Linked DNA regions of Mus musculus: all the other regions are linked to region 5. Evidence: chromatin contacts called from public Hi-C and HiChIP or PLAC-seq data. All regions are on one chromosome and are shown on one strand. The core of a region is the stretch at or near the end of the contact, and the rest is flanking DNA. Distances in the headings are between cores, read along the strand shown. Region 1 holds the start of Olfml1 (olfactomedin-like 1). Region 2 overlaps Ppfibp2 (PTPRF interacting protein, binding protein 2 (liprin beta 2)). Region 3 overlaps Syt9 (synaptotagmin IX). Region 4 holds the start of Ppfibp2 (PTPRF interacting protein, binding protein 2 (liprin beta 2)). Region 5 has its middle 28 kb from the start of Rbmxl2.

What was found. A called contact is a pair of places that touch in the nucleus more often than the background predicts. HiChIP or PLAC-seq counts read pairs in DNA pulled down with a chosen protein or histone mark.
Region 1: a contact with region 5 is called in an H3K27ac HiChIP or PLAC-seq map of embryonic stem cells, with 5 times the contacts expected there. The contact joins the promoter of Olfml1 here to the enhancer-like site in region 5. A contact is called at or near these places in 7 of 39 promoter capture datasets (the HPC-7 cell line, HPC-7-derived erythroid cells, cranial neural crest and 4 more), 6 of 484 Hi-C or Micro-C datasets (the N1E-115 cell line, cerebellar granule neurons, embryonic stem cells and 1 more) and 9 of 115 datasets of contacts at active chromatin or transcription factors (embryonic stem cells, neural progenitor cells and stem cell-derived neural progenitor cells).
Region 2: a Hi-C map of the N1E-115 cell line shows a contact between it and region 5, with 9 times the contacts expected there. The contact joins two enhancer-like sites. A contact is called at or near these places in 7 of 484 Hi-C or Micro-C datasets (the N1E-115 cell line, cerebellum, cortical neurons and 4 more) and 5 of 115 datasets of contacts at active chromatin or transcription factors (astrocytes and embryonic stem cells).
Region 3: a Hi-C map of the N1E-115 cell line shows a contact between it and region 5, with 21 times the contacts expected there. The contact joins two enhancer-like sites. A contact is called at or near these places in 1 of 15 datasets of contacts at CTCF or cohesin (hippocampal excitatory neurons), 43 of 484 Hi-C or Micro-C datasets (the AtT-20 cell line, the Ba/F3 cell line, the G1E-ER4 cell line and 21 more) and 10 of 115 datasets of contacts at active chromatin or transcription factors (astrocytes, embryonic stem cells and stem cell-derived neural progenitor cells).
Region 4: an H3K27ac HiChIP or PLAC-seq map of embryonic stem cells shows a contact between it and region 5, with 4 times the contacts expected there. The contact joins the promoter of Ppfibp2 here to the enhancer-like site in region 5. A contact is called at or near these places in 7 of 39 promoter capture datasets (cranial neural crest, embryonic stem cells, hippocampal neurons and 3 more), 3 of 484 Hi-C or Micro-C datasets (all in embryonic stem cells), 6 of 115 datasets of contacts at active chromatin or transcription factors (craniofacial prominence, embryonic stem cells, forebrain and 1 more) and 1 of 9 other capture datasets (pancreatic islet).

What each region holds. Positions count from the first base shown.
Region 1 is chr7:107,566,168-107,568,867 of GRCm38.p6, reverse strand. It overlaps Olfml1 (olfactomedin-like 1), which reads right to left and starts at 1,435. Exons shown (of 3, transcript NM_172907.3): 1 at 974-1,435. The coding sequence starts at 1,102.
Region 2 is chr7:107,659,931-107,662,630 of GRCm38.p6, reverse strand. The region is part of intron 3 of Ppfibp2 (PTPRF interacting protein, binding protein 2 (liprin beta 2)); the gene reads right to left. Among named protein-coding and RNA genes, the nearest start is that of Ppfibp2, 66 kb to the right of the region's middle. Within about 2 kb of position 1,255, at least 36 of the 459 cell types and tissues checked have an H3K27ac peak or open chromatin away from gene starts, as enhancers often do. A contact at or near this core is called in the N1E-115 cell line and embryonic stem cells, where this site is marked.
Region 3 is chr7:107,526,991-107,529,690 of GRCm38.p6, reverse strand. The region is part of intron 6 of Syt9 (synaptotagmin IX); the gene reads right to left. Among named protein-coding and RNA genes, the nearest start is that of Olfml1, 39 kb to the left of the region's middle. Within about 2 kb of position 1,335, at least 3 of the 459 cell types and tissues checked have an H3K27ac peak or open chromatin away from gene starts, as enhancers often do. A contact at or near this core is called in the N1E-115 cell line, where this site is marked.
Region 4 is chr7:107,593,698-107,596,397 of GRCm38.p6, reverse strand. It overlaps Ppfibp2 (PTPRF interacting protein, binding protein 2 (liprin beta 2)), which reads right to left and starts at 1,347. Exons shown (of 25, transcript NM_008905.2): 1 at 1,019-1,347.
Region 5 is chr7:107,235,807-107,238,506 of GRCm38.p6, reverse strand. No RefSeq gene overlaps it. Among named protein-coding and RNA genes, the nearest start is that of Rbmxl2, 28 kb to the right of the region's middle. Within about 2 kb of position 1,331, at least 15 of the 459 cell types and tissues checked have an H3K27ac peak or open chromatin away from gene starts, as enhancers often do. A contact at or near this core is called in the N1E-115 cell line and embryonic stem cells, where this site is marked.

The DNA.
Region 1 (2,700 bases), core at 186-2,685, 330 kb before region 5:
TGCCAATTCAACTTGCATAAGAGCAAAGCATTGCAAAGTAGAAGATTAAATTTATTCCTAAAAACCTGACTGGCCTATAAAAATATTGAATTTTGTTCACTTGTTGTTTTGCTTTGGTATAGAGTCCCACTTAGTCTAAACTGGCTTCAAACTTCCTGTTTAGCCAAAGATGACTCTGAAGCCCCTGATCCTCCTGCCTCCACTCCCTGAGTACTGCTGTTACAGCTGATATCATAAAACATACCTGGTTTCTGCAGTGATGAGCCTTGAACCCCAGGCTCCTGCACGCTAGGCTAGTTCTTACCAATTGAGTCATGTTCCCGACCCTGGGTTTTTGACTGTTCTAACAAAGTTCTACCTCAAATGCTCTCACTCTGTTTAACATTGCTGGGAAATCTCATTTCCAAACCCAAGTCCAGTTAGGAATAAAAAGCAAAAATCTATGGTGAGCCTCCATATGTAACACCACATTGTCTTATATTCACTTAACAGTTTATCATAAAAAGGAAAAGAGAAAAGCTGGAATCACTTAGCATCCCTATATAGTAAAAGATGAAGAAAACATGACTAGAGTTCTAATTCATACATTGAAGACTGAACTATTTGGTTTTGAATGTTCAACAACCTGAGAATTTACTCAGTGAGTTAGGCTATGTTCTGAGTATGGATTAATGACCCAAATAAAACATCCCTAATTTGAAATCTCTTTATTAAATCTGCAGAGTATCATTTGAACCTAAATTCTATCACTATGTCCATTTTATAGGTTAGAAAAACTGCCAGGGGAAAGTACAAGCGGCCTGCAATGGAGGTGGCATCTGAGCTGCTAGGCTATGCACATCTGTAAATGTCATCTTAGCAGTGATTCATTCTGTATCAGGAAGACATGCACCCTAGTTGACAGCAAAGTGGGGGCACAGCAGAGTGACTTCCAAGAGGCATACTCCCTGTGAAGGGAAGACAGGTCACCTACCTCGAGGACTTGGAAGCGCTGGTAGATGTAGTGTACCATGGCTGGGTCCTGGGCATGTTGTGGTGGGGGCAGAAATGCTGCAAGGAAGAGAACCAGGGAAGCAGAAGCTTCTTGAAGGGCCACCACCATCCTGCACACTTCCCAGGAACTCTGGTTCTCTAAAACGACTCAGGGGTCCGGGTGGTGATCTCTGGTTTTCTGTCTGCTGCTGTGGCAATTCCTTGGAAAACAACGCTTTGCATAGCCAGAGAGAACAAAGTCCGCTTGTTATTCTACCCGGTGCATGATCTCAGTTTCAAGCTGGTGATCAAGTCCAGCTGTTGGCAAGCCAGTCTCTGCAGGCCTTACGTGTTCACTTGGTTGCAGAGAGCTCCGGGGGTCCAGTGTCTGCTGCCCTCAGCTTGGCCATGCACAGACCCTCTCCAGGCTAATGGCTACTTACAGCTTCCAGGTTCAGAGTGTACGGGTTGGGGAAGGGGAGGGGAGGTCTTTTCTCCTCTCCCCTCCCCCAACTCTTTTACTTTTGGTTCCCTCCTCCTTAATAGACTGTGCAGTCCAATCGCAGGCCTAGCTCAACACAGGCCACCCCCCAAGGTCTCAGTGTTGGAATTTCAGTTCAGTTTCTGGCAGAAATTCCTAGGATCTTTTTCCAAGAAGTTCTGTTAGGAGACCCCACCTCTGTTTCTTGCATTCTCGTAGCTCTTAAAGGCATAGCAAGGAAATGTGAATGCTGATCTATGCCATCTCAGAAAAGTGTACAGGGCAGCATTGCTCTGTGGGCAGAGGGGTACAGTGGGCACAGGCCTGGCTACCCAGACCAACAGCTGAGAATTGTCAGGATTGAACTTAGAAGAAAAAAATTTTTTTCCTTTTTCTTTAGATTTATTTTTTAATTCATGTACACATGTATGCATGAAAATATGGGGCCCACAGTGGCCAGAACGTGGCCTCAGAGATTCCTGGGTCCAGAGTTACAATCTCTCTGATATGATTCCTGGGAACTGAACTCCAGTCCTCTGCAAGAGCAGCAGGTGCTTCTAACCACTGAGCCATCTCTCCTGGCCCAGAAGAAAATTTTTAGGATGAGAATGAATGATTGACACAGTGGTTTTTGGGACACTGAGTCATCAGGAAATGTAATCCCACTGTGAGAAAGTCCTCGAGTTTCCCATCATCAGTGTCAGAATTCCCATTAGCAGCAGCCTGGAAACCAGACCCTCAGGCCAGCTAAAGAGAAATCCCGTTGCTGGAGCAAAGCCATAAAACCTTCCATGTTTATGTTTCCTGTGCTAGTGCCTCCCCACCTTTACCTCTTTTTCCATAGGCAGGCCCAGGACCCCACCTCCATCTTCTGTTCTGTTTTATTTTGCATTGTTAATGAATCACTTTTTAAAATAGGGGAAATTGGAGCATTTATGGAATATGGAAAGAGCCCTGGTCGGGAGGTAGAAGACCTGAGTTTGCATTTGATCCATACACAAGTAGCTGAAATCTAAAATCTGAACATTTCTTATTGGTAGCTCTTGAATATCCTAGTTCTTAATAGATGTTCCTCTCTCCTCTTCTTTGATATGATTTTGGTCGCTAACTGGTTCTTCCCTATATCCTTGGTAATGTTCCAAGCACCATCTCCTTATTGTTAAGAACAATTGCTCTTGTTTCAGAGAACCATCTTTGAACTCCTTCCAAAACTGCCTGAACTTTAGCTAACTTCTCTTACATCCTTA
Region 2 (2,700 bases), core at 6-2,505, 420 kb before region 5:
ACTGAGCTTCCCTTAAACCTCATTTATAAATGCAGAAAATTGATGTTTTTATCATTCCACGTCATAAAATAGTCTTGCGGGTTTTGATCAGTTTTTAAAATGCGAAAATCATTCTTAGCTGATCCAAGGGCATAATAAACAGGCAATAGGCCAAATACAGGCTCACCAGCCTCTGGGATAGCACCAAGCTTCCCCATCTATAATGAGTTGCCTGGGTTGGAGGGGCTTGTAGGGAAAATGCCAAGTTGGACCAGCGGGGTAGAAATGGAGCCTGGATTTAATTGCACGTTGCTAAGAAGTTTCCAGGGAGACACTTACATGGCTGGTCCCAGGACCACACCTGAAGTAGTACAAAATAAGAAACCCACTTCCAGAAGTTTCTCAGAGAAGTCAGAACTGAGAGAAGGCATCCTGTGGCTGGCCGCAGCAGTGCTGAAGGGGCAGAAGGCTCGGGGTTAGTCTATCTCACAGGCCTTGTTTGCGGGCTGAGGGTAAGTGGGTGTCTACATGCTTACACCCCAAGTCAAGGTAATCTGGCAACACCCCCTACCACATCCCCTGGGCCTGAAGCAGGAAATTCAGAGGGAAAGATTTATTTGCCGTTTCACCAGTGTTTGCACATTCTTGGCCATTTATAAACACTGGTTCCTGCGGGCTGGAATAGTCTCTCTGGTCAGGTCCTGAAAGGATCCAGATTGCCAGAATTTACTTGCTTAGTTAGGGAGGCAGGGGGAAAAAAAAAAAAAAAAAAACAAGGGAAAAAAAAGTAATACCATTAAATCTGCAGTAACTGAGAGTCCCTCAATGTTATCTGTGATGCCAGAAAAACTGTGTACATAAGCCCCCAAGGCACGAGACAGACACCATGTGGCCCAGGAAACGCCTCCTGGAATGTGAAGAACCTTCCTCCTGGGCCATAGCAAAAAGGTCAAGGAGCCTGGAGAGGTGGAACAAAGGAAAGGTCAAATGTATGCTCCAAAGCTCAGGCCTCAGCAGCCCGTCTCTCCTTCCCAGCTCCACAATGGACCCTGCTCTGCCAGCTATTTGTCCTCTGTTTCCTAAAGAAAATGAGAAAGAACTCTTGTTTTTGACAGACCCAGATGCACTGCTCAGCAACCTCACAGGAGGAAGAAAAAAAAAAATTCAAACTATTTTCTCTTATAAAATCTACTACCTGATTCCTAGTCCTTGGCCTTCAGACATTCCAGCTTTTGTCACTGCCTGCCACCTACTGGCTTCTCAAAGTACTGCACGTGAATTAAAGTATCACCACTGCACACTGTCCACTAGGCCCTGCCCAGCGATTGGGGTGGGAGGACACCGATCCCTACTTATGTCTGAGAGCTCACTGAACCGCACACTACACCTGCCATTGGAGAGGTATGAAACACAGACCGGAAATTAGCTCACATTAGCTGCACCTTTTTTGTTCTACAAAACTAAATATCCTCCTACCCATATGTGTATGCATATTTGTGTGTGTATTTGTGTGTGTGTGTGTGTGTGTGTGTGTGTATACACTGACAATCAAGCCCAAGACCACCTACATTCTAAGCATGCACACTACTATGAAGCTATAATCCACTGAAGGGCATCCCAATCTTCTCTTTTTTTTAAACCCAGAGGAAAGGTTTCCCTACAAATCTCCAGCCTGCAGTTTTGTACAATGTACAAAACAAAACAATGTAAAAATGTTCAGTATAAACATACCCAGACCTGTATTTTGGTCCTGCTGGAGACCGGTGACAGAGAAATGAATCCCATGGCTAGAGAAACCCAAGCTCACATGTTTTACAGCCAGTGAGGCCGCTTTCTCTCCTACCTCTCCTGAACCACCTCCAGCTTTCCAATATGGAAAACAGATTTGCTTCTTTGGCCAAGTGAAGAACTGCAAAGTGAATGTGGCGAAGAGAAAAGCTTTGTCTGAAGAACTGCAATGGAAGGAGCCACCATCAGTGACAAGACAAAAGCAGGCCCCTTCCAAGGCCTTTCTCTTTGTTGAAAGACTAGCTCAAAAGCTATGTGAGGGGGCCTGCATTGATGGGCTTAAGATGTCAGAGATGCACACATACCCTATGTGAGGCCTCCCAGAATGCACAGCTGAGGCAGGTCTTTGCACAGTTCTTAAGATGCAGGCCTCAGTTGAAACTCCCTAAACTGTTTCCACTTTGAAAACTAAGAAGTGTGGACTAAGACCAAGGCTGTTATTTTAAGGGAGGCCTGTTACCCCCGTCCACAGAGTAAAAATAAAACACTGGACAAAATACTTATCCACGAGGCTGGAAACACAGCTCAGCTAGTAAAGTGTTTGGCATACACAAAACCTACCATACCCACCACCACATAACCCTGGAATGGTGACATGGGCCTAAAGCCCTAGCACTAAAGAGGTAGAAGCGTGAAGATCAAAACTTTGAGCTAATTTATAGCTGTGCGGTGAGGTGAAGGTCTAGCCTGAATATGAAACCCTTTTCCATAATACATATATACAAGCATGCATGCATGCAGAAAGGGAAGGGAAGGGAGAGGGAAAGGGAAAGAGAGAGGAGGGAGGGGAGAGAAGGGGGAGAGAAGAGGAGCCAAGCTAGCTAGGCCAGATCTTGTAGATACCAAAACTAAACTGATATCACTTCCAGTAGGAAACTGAGTCTCAGGGTACAGAAGAGGACCAAGCATTGGCCTTTTAAAGTCCTTCTACCT
Region 3 (2,700 bases), core at 86-2,585, 290 kb before region 5:
ATGGTAAGAATAAACAATGGGGCACGGTCATGTTTGACTGTTAACCCTTCAAAGCTGGTGTGAGAGCAATGTAAGATAGCAGGCTGGTGGAGCTGGCAGTGCCCCAAGCTCCTGGAAAAGTATCAGGGCACGGTTTGATGGGCAGCTGGGTCAGGGGATAAGGGGTTCCTTAGGGTTAGTATTTCTGTGATTAGACAGCATGTAAGAACAATTTGGGGAGGGCAGGGTTTATTTCATTCACATTTCCATATAACAGTTTATCATCTAAAGCAGTTAGGGCAAGAACCTGGAGGCAGGAGCTGATGCAGTAGCCACGGGAGAAGTGTTGCTTACTGACTCTCATGGCGTACTCACTCTGCTGTCTTATAGAATCCAGAACTATCGGCCCAGGGGTGAGATCACCCACCTCAATCACTAATTAAGAAAATGCCCTACAGGCTTGCCTGTAGCCTAATCTAATAGAGATATTTTTTCAGTTTTGGTTCCCTCCTCTCAGATTATTCTAGACTCTGTCAAGTTGACATAAAATTACCCAGGACAGGGGTATAGGGTAAGACAGAGAGGCTTTCAGGTGGGTTACCTTGAGGAAGGTAAGGACCAAGAGGTTAGAGGCTGTGAAGTCCAAGGCTAGATGTTGAGGCCCAAAGCATTATCCCAGGGTCAATACCAGTCCATCATCCCAAGTGCTCTCAGAGCCTGGAATAATATTTTTAGACCCTCCTATTCTCCACCTGCTTCCCTCCTTCCCTGTGCATACTAATATACCAAATAACACTGACTATTAAAACCTACATAGCATCCAGTAAATACCAGGCCCTGTGCTAAACATATTACATTCATTGTCTCATGTAAGATTGGCAACAGCCCTCCCTATTTGGTAGGATCTATATTTGTGTACTTGAAAAGTTGACTAATCTGGCTTAAATAAATTTTAACAACCTGTTCAGAGACACACAGCTCAGAAAAGTCAAAGTACAAATTCAGTGGTCAGACTCTGGAGCCCTGAACTTCCAATGAGAAAAGACCCACTCCTGAGTTTGAGTGAATGGAGAGTTGTAGCCCAGGGCAAACCCATCTTAGCTCAGTCCTCTATGTAGCACAGGCCTCCAGAGGGGCAGTCACCACAGGCTAGGAGACACTGGCTCTGCCTTCATAGAGATAACATGCCCAGGGGCCTGTGTGGGCTATGGAAATTGAGCAATTTTTCACTTAAAATCATCTGAAAACAAACTTCAATGTCTTCAAAATTATATATTCACAGAACATTCCTAGACTCTGGGATAGGATTAGATGGTAATGATTTAATTGATGGTTAAGTGTGTAGATAAAATGAGTGTGCTGAATTCTTCCCGTAATTATCTCTCAGAGGAGCCCTGGCAGCTGTAATTACTGTCTGAGGCCAAAATTATAAACCAGCTGTAGTTTTAAGCAAAATATGTTACAGCCTCTGCTGGATCTTTAAGTCGGTCACCACCAGCTCAGGCATCCCTGTAGGGCCAGTCTACGAGGGAGCAGAGCCTTGCTTGGGGAGGGCAGGTATTCTCATTGAGTGTTCCTGAATCCTTGCCCATTGCTGTCTTTGTGCGCTGCACTGCTCGCTCTTCCTTGCTACAGGAAATCTTTCCTCCTGTTCGTTCTGTTGCCAGGACAAGTTTTCAGATCAGTTAGCAGGTACCGACTCTGTGCCCTAGAGGCTAGACAGTAGACTCAGCTGGGGCACTCCTAAGTCAACTCTGTTGTGCTGGAGCTCCTACATCCAGGAAGATCTGTGGCATCATGACAGTTCCGGGTCTGCACCTCACTGGGGACCCACAGGCCAACTTATATTCTCCATCAACTCTTGCCACAATAGACAGGAATGACTGACTGCCTCCACCAACCTGGTTAGTCTAATCGTGACCAAGGATTCTTCAAGAGCTCAGTTCTTGTATGATAGTTATGCAAACCATTATATGTTCATTCAACACCAACCATAAAAACCTGGAGATGAATGGAAATGAGGGAATTCCTCTGGAAGTTGATATTTGTTCATTATTTTGTAGATTCTCACTATTTTATGCCTAAAATCTTCATTAAAAAAAAAAAAACCCAGTCCTTGACATTGACTTTCCACTGTGAATGCATAATGGGACACCATGAGCATCTTCTAGGGTGGTATATGACACCACAACTGCTCTCTTCCTCGTTAGCATTTTAAGAATTGTTTTGATGTATAAAACAATGTTCTAGGTGCTACAGGAAAGGTAAGAAATGCCATGATATACAGAGCAGACACAGCCCTTATTACCACACTTCTGTGGCTTTTGGGTGATCCTGGACTTGACTTTGAACTCAGCAACAATCAAATCTGTGACATCAGGAGCTGCATCCAGAGGTGGACAGTTCAGGGTTAAGTGGACATGCTACAGTTGAAGAAGTTTGAGCCACTGACTTAATAGCTGAGCTGGCCAGAGACACGTATCCCTGTCATCCCTCCAGCCTCTCAGCTGTTCAGCATTCCTGGGGTGATTTCCATGTTTACAGGTTGTGCTTCTCTGTGATTCATTCATAGTGTGCCCCAAAATATGGGTCACGAGTTCTATCCTGGGCACATGGAACTCTTGCTAGGTATGAATCACACAGAACACAGCACCAGGTGACATCAGAACTGTTATTAAACAAACTATGTCTACTTAGCTATGGGGATGAAATGAGCATTTG
Region 4 (2,700 bases), core at 98-2,597, 360 kb before region 5:
AGCTAAGCATTCACAAGGGTCTAAATGAGATCACCAGTTCCCATCACCATCAGCCTTAAATAAAATCCCAAATGAAAATAACAACAAAAGACTTAACAATATTCCACTTCAAAGTCACGTAAATATGCATACAAACGGGCTGGTGAAGAAAGAAATAATTTCTAATCAGATAACATGTTTAGTATACCAATAGTAATCTAAGACTGAAGATTAATTAGGTCTGTAATTGACTTCCTTCCTGTAGTTGAGCATTTACCTTAACAAAATACTCGGTAATCTAATAAACACTACAGTCTACAATATAATCAATTAAGGACCAAGAGAAATGAACACAGGCAGAAATAAAACCAAAATATGAAGAGGAAGACTGATCTATATCAAATATCTCAGTGCTCTAAGAAAGAGCTGAATGCCTATTTGAATCCTACCGGAACCTTGGAAGTTCTAGTTTTTAAACATATAATAACCTTATTTTGATCGGAGGGAAAAGTATGGGTCTGGCGTCAGGATGGAAGGAGGGAAGAGGACCCACTTTTAAAAACAGAAGCATCCCCACACCCTAATCCTGCCTTGAGCCTTTGGGAAGTGTGTTGCATTTAGCAATTAGTGCACAGAACTGCTCCTGGCCAAAGCGCTCTGGACCAAAGGTCTATGGAACAAACCCACCTAGGTATCTCCAGTTGATGCCACTGCTGCCCTCACGGGACTCAAGGCTTGGGTCAAAATCGCCCGGAACTCTGAGATATCGGAACACCCCGGTATCCTGGGGACCACTCTGCCACCTGTAGAAGCGCGGGGCAGGTGGCACATCCAGAGCGAGGTCGGGTAGAAAACTCAAGCAAATCCAGGGGAGTTGCTCCCTTTTCTCAGTCTCCCAGACAAATAAGTGGGTCCCCAAGTCTTGAAAACGTTCGAAGGTCTAAAAGACCACAGACGCCCAACTACCCATGTAGTTCTTGGATCTGGGGGTACTCAGTTCCCGGGATAGCGGTGAGCCGAGGCAGGGAGACCCACTGACCTGGATGCCAGAGTGCAGCTTCTCTCTCGGAGGCTCAGGTATGCAGGTCGCTCCTGTGTCCCTCACACTTTCCAACATAAGAGCGGAGAACCCAGTGACAGGCCACTGGCCCAAGGACCAACTGCCAACCAAGTGGCAGACCCGCCAGCACCGACCCGGTTCGGCACCCACGTGACGGAGGCGGGGATCCCAGAGAGGCTGGTCCCGGAGTGTGGCTCTCTGGCTGCTGGGACCTTCCCCCTAGGAACCGCCCCTCTGCCACCCCTCCTCCTTCTCCCGCACCGCAGTGGCCCGCGAGGACCCAAGAGCCACAGTTCCAGTTCCACAGGGACTTGCCTGGTCAGCCCCGCCCCCAGGCAGAGCTCCCGTGCTGGCTCAAACCCCGCCCCTCCCGGGAGACCACGCCCCTCTCTGGGTCCAGCCCACTGCTTGCACCTAGGACTCTTGCACTCTTCCGGCCGCAGAAAGGACCCTAGGCATTTTCCTTGTGTCCCACTGTGCTCAGGTCTCCAGAGTTTTTGTAATCTGTCAGCAGGACGAGGAAAGCGTGCGGAGAATTGCAGAAAGGAGCACCGAAGCGCAAGCGTACACACACACACACACACACACACACACACACAGCGGGCCTTGTGTAACCCCATTGAGATTAAGGGTAGTCTAAGACCTGTATCATTCCCAATCAGCCCAGACCAACCCCAATTTGGGTTCCATGTCACTCTTAGATCTGTCTAACTCAACCTCCGCCGCCGCTCCCCCCGCCTTTCCTGAAGGTCCCTCTAGTGGTTAAAGCTCTGGTGTTCTGTCTTGTGAATAGCTGAAGACAGAACACTTCCTGTGCCCTGCAAGGTCAGGTACAAGTATGCAAAACAAACAAACAAAAAAAACCTGGAGACCGAATCCCAGCACCTACCTCGAGCGTGCATAAGGCCCTGGGTTTTACCACAGCTGCTTGCCCTACCCGGGCCTCCAAGGGCCGGTTGCTCATTTTATCTGCTTAGAATCTCCAGGGCCTCAGATGGCAGGGATACAGGGACTCTGGCAGGAGTCTCTACTAAGCTGGACTCCAGTTGCTTACACCTGGAGTGTTGACAGACACGACTCGTCTTTTTTTTTTTTTTTTTTTTTTCAAAATTAGTCTAAAATTACTGGTATGACCAGAGGCTTGCACACATGAACAGAAGATCATAAATACTGTGGCAAACAGGTGTGTGAGCACTGCGGGGACATGGCCAGCAGCAGAGCAAAGGCAAAGCCAGTAGAGGAAGATTGGGGCCCCAGACTTGTGTCACAGCAGGACACCCTTCGGTTCTTTCACTTCCTTAAAATAGCGGGTGAGAGGCTTTTGGAAACAGAGCCTGCGCAGTTCATATAAGTTCAAGTGTGGGCAGTTCCAAATCCCACTGGTAGCTTGGGGCCACGGGGGCAGTTTCTTCCCCCAGGCCCCCAGAAACTGCAGCATTTTCTCAGAACTATACAATTATTTTGTAAAATGTTTTATGAACTTGGCTTTCTCAAGCTTCTGTGCAGTTTGGGAAGGAGCTTTAAAAGTACAGACGCCGGGCGTGGTGGTGCACGCCTTTGATCCCAGCACTCGGGAGGCAGAGGCAGGTGGATTTTTGAGTTCAAGGCCAGCCTGGTCTACAGTGTGAGTTCCAGGACAGCCAGTGCTACACAGAAAAACC
Region 5 (2,700 bases), core at 82-2,581:
ATGATAATCTTTCATAGACATGACCATAGGATAATTTGATCAGGGTAATTCCTTAATGGACATTGTTTCTTCACAAGTATTTCTAATTTATTTCAATGAAGTTGATAATACAAACTAGCCTGTAAGAGCAGAATAAAGAGATGAATCTATGATCCAAACCCCCAAATCTCACAGCTATTGTCCACCAGATAGTTAATATGGGCTGTGTCTCCAGGTTTGGAACCTTCTTGTTTAAATCTAAACCTATCCTCAATTTCTGGCCTGGGTTCTGGGATTCTTCAAGCTTCCAAAGGGATTGTCTTATATTTGTCTCCTATGTATCCTCAGTGTCTGTATGCTGTTAGGAACAGGTCAGTACTTAATAAATAAGTGCTGAGTGACTGAACTTTAAATATAAGTATGTTTGCAATGTCTGGAGTTGCATACTCTAACAACGGTGGAATTTAAGTCCATGGCTGGGGCTCTGTGACGGCTACCCTCACAGTATACTTTTGCTCTCTTTTTAGGCTCTTTGCAACATACTGCAGTCTAGGATTTAGCTGGGAAGAGAAGACTGTGCTGAATGAGGATGACAAGGTCTCCTCTGTGCTCTAGAGAGCCGCAGAGCATGGCTCAAGCTCTCACCCTTTCTGGCCTATCACCGGGAATAAAGCATCCCACCCTTTTTACCTACAGCATGTTACAATTACTTGAATGTAACTTTTATGGATAAACCGTTTACTTTTGTTTTTTCTGTTTCTGTCTCGTAAGTCCCTCCTTAAGGGCAGACTGGTTTCAACTTCTTTCATCATTAAGTTGTTCTTTAATATCTGAGCTGATCAGATAGCTCCCTCTACAGTCATCCTGGCATCTTTCTTTCTTTTTTTTCTTCCTTTCCTTTCTCCTGTAGTAGTATATTTTGTGAACAATAATTTCTAATACTTTTAAAGTCAACTTTCCAATTAGCAGAAGTGTTATCATCCTGTTTTTTTGTCTTTCCATAATCTACCACATTATAAGAACTTATGACATGATATTTGCAAATCTAATATAGTCTTTTCAACTTTTTCTAAACGTTCATATCACTAAAAATTTCCCTTATTGGTAAAAATTGGTTTCTGTATTAATCAGATTTATGGAAAGGAGCAACTAACAGAATATATGTACATATACATGATATGGAAATTTGCGTATATTATGAACAGACTCATACACATAAATTAAAGCACAACATACACATATGGGGGGAGGGAGAGAGAGAGAGAAAGAGAGACACTTGTAGACACCTCTCCTTACAAGGTTAGCCAGTTACAAGGTCTGCAGGGGCAGAAGTTCTCTCCGAGCAGAGTTCTTTTGTTCTATCCAGGAATTCAAATTGAGGGGCAGAGACCCATCCACAAAAGGAGACCATACTTTACTCTGCCTACCAATTCAAATGCTAATTTACCCAAAACACCCTCACAAACAAACCCAGAAAAATGTCTGACCCGGTGGTATCTGAACACCAGGAATGCAGATTGGAAGCAGCTGCTGAACGGAGTAAGTACAATGTCAGAAAATCTGTAGAGACAGAATTCTCAAGGTTATAGGTGACTACATTTAAGTTCAAGGACAAGGCCACTGGGTTCTGAAAACAGAATTGTCAGGAACAAGGCCTGACCTTGCTAGTTGAATGTAGATGACAAAGCCAGACATCTGGTTTGGGACCCACTCTAGAACCAAAATATCTTGTAAAACCGATTTCCTCTTCACTATGGTTTCCTTACATAAAAAATGGAAGAGTAGTACTACTTATTTCATAGGTCTGTTGAAAAGCTCAAGTTAATACATGTAAGTTATAATAACATATATGTATATAATAATGTTATATATAACATGCATACCATATATAAAACATATATAAGTATGTATTGCTACTATAACATATATTATATATTTGTTAATATATCAATCTTAGCAAAAAGTAAGCTTTACAATGTACTTGCCATTTTCTAAATTATCTAAATAGAAAACAACGCAGAAGACTATAATTATAGAAATAATTCCTTCCAAGATCACTATATCATAGTAAACCTGACTTCCCTTACAAAATCACTGTATCATAAATCTTTGACTTGAGAAAAACAAAGTCTGATTCTTAGAATAAAAGAGCTCTCTGCCTAGAGTTGGGGAAATGCCTCTGTGGTTAAGAGTACTTGCATGCAGTACTCCCAAGGAGGGCAGAATAGTGTTGGATCCCTTGGAACTCAAATTACAGATGGTTGTGGGCTTCCATATGGGAGCTAGGAATCAAACCTGGGTTCTCTGCAAGAACAACACATGTTCATAACCACTGAGCAATCTCTGAGGTCAAACATTTATTTTGATATAGTGAAGAACACTTTGGGCCAAGGTAGGAGAGATTTAAATGCTCACTATACTGACTTCTTTCCCAAGCCCTGGTAACTGACTACTCCCTCTAGTACACTTCAATAGAGCTATACAAGAGAAGGCTAGGACTAGATCATTCCTAGTTGAGTTCCACTGTGTGATCCACAAAAGGAGGGATCAGTCCTGGGAACTAGGATTTCATAAATATCTGATTGCTTGGAGAATGAAGAAAACTTAAAAGAATGAAATGACATTGAAAGGACGATGACCCCACTGGCATGGGTAGAGTGAATGGAAGCCAGCACCCCAAGAAATCTCCTAAGAAAGACCACGCAATGGCTACAGTCTATA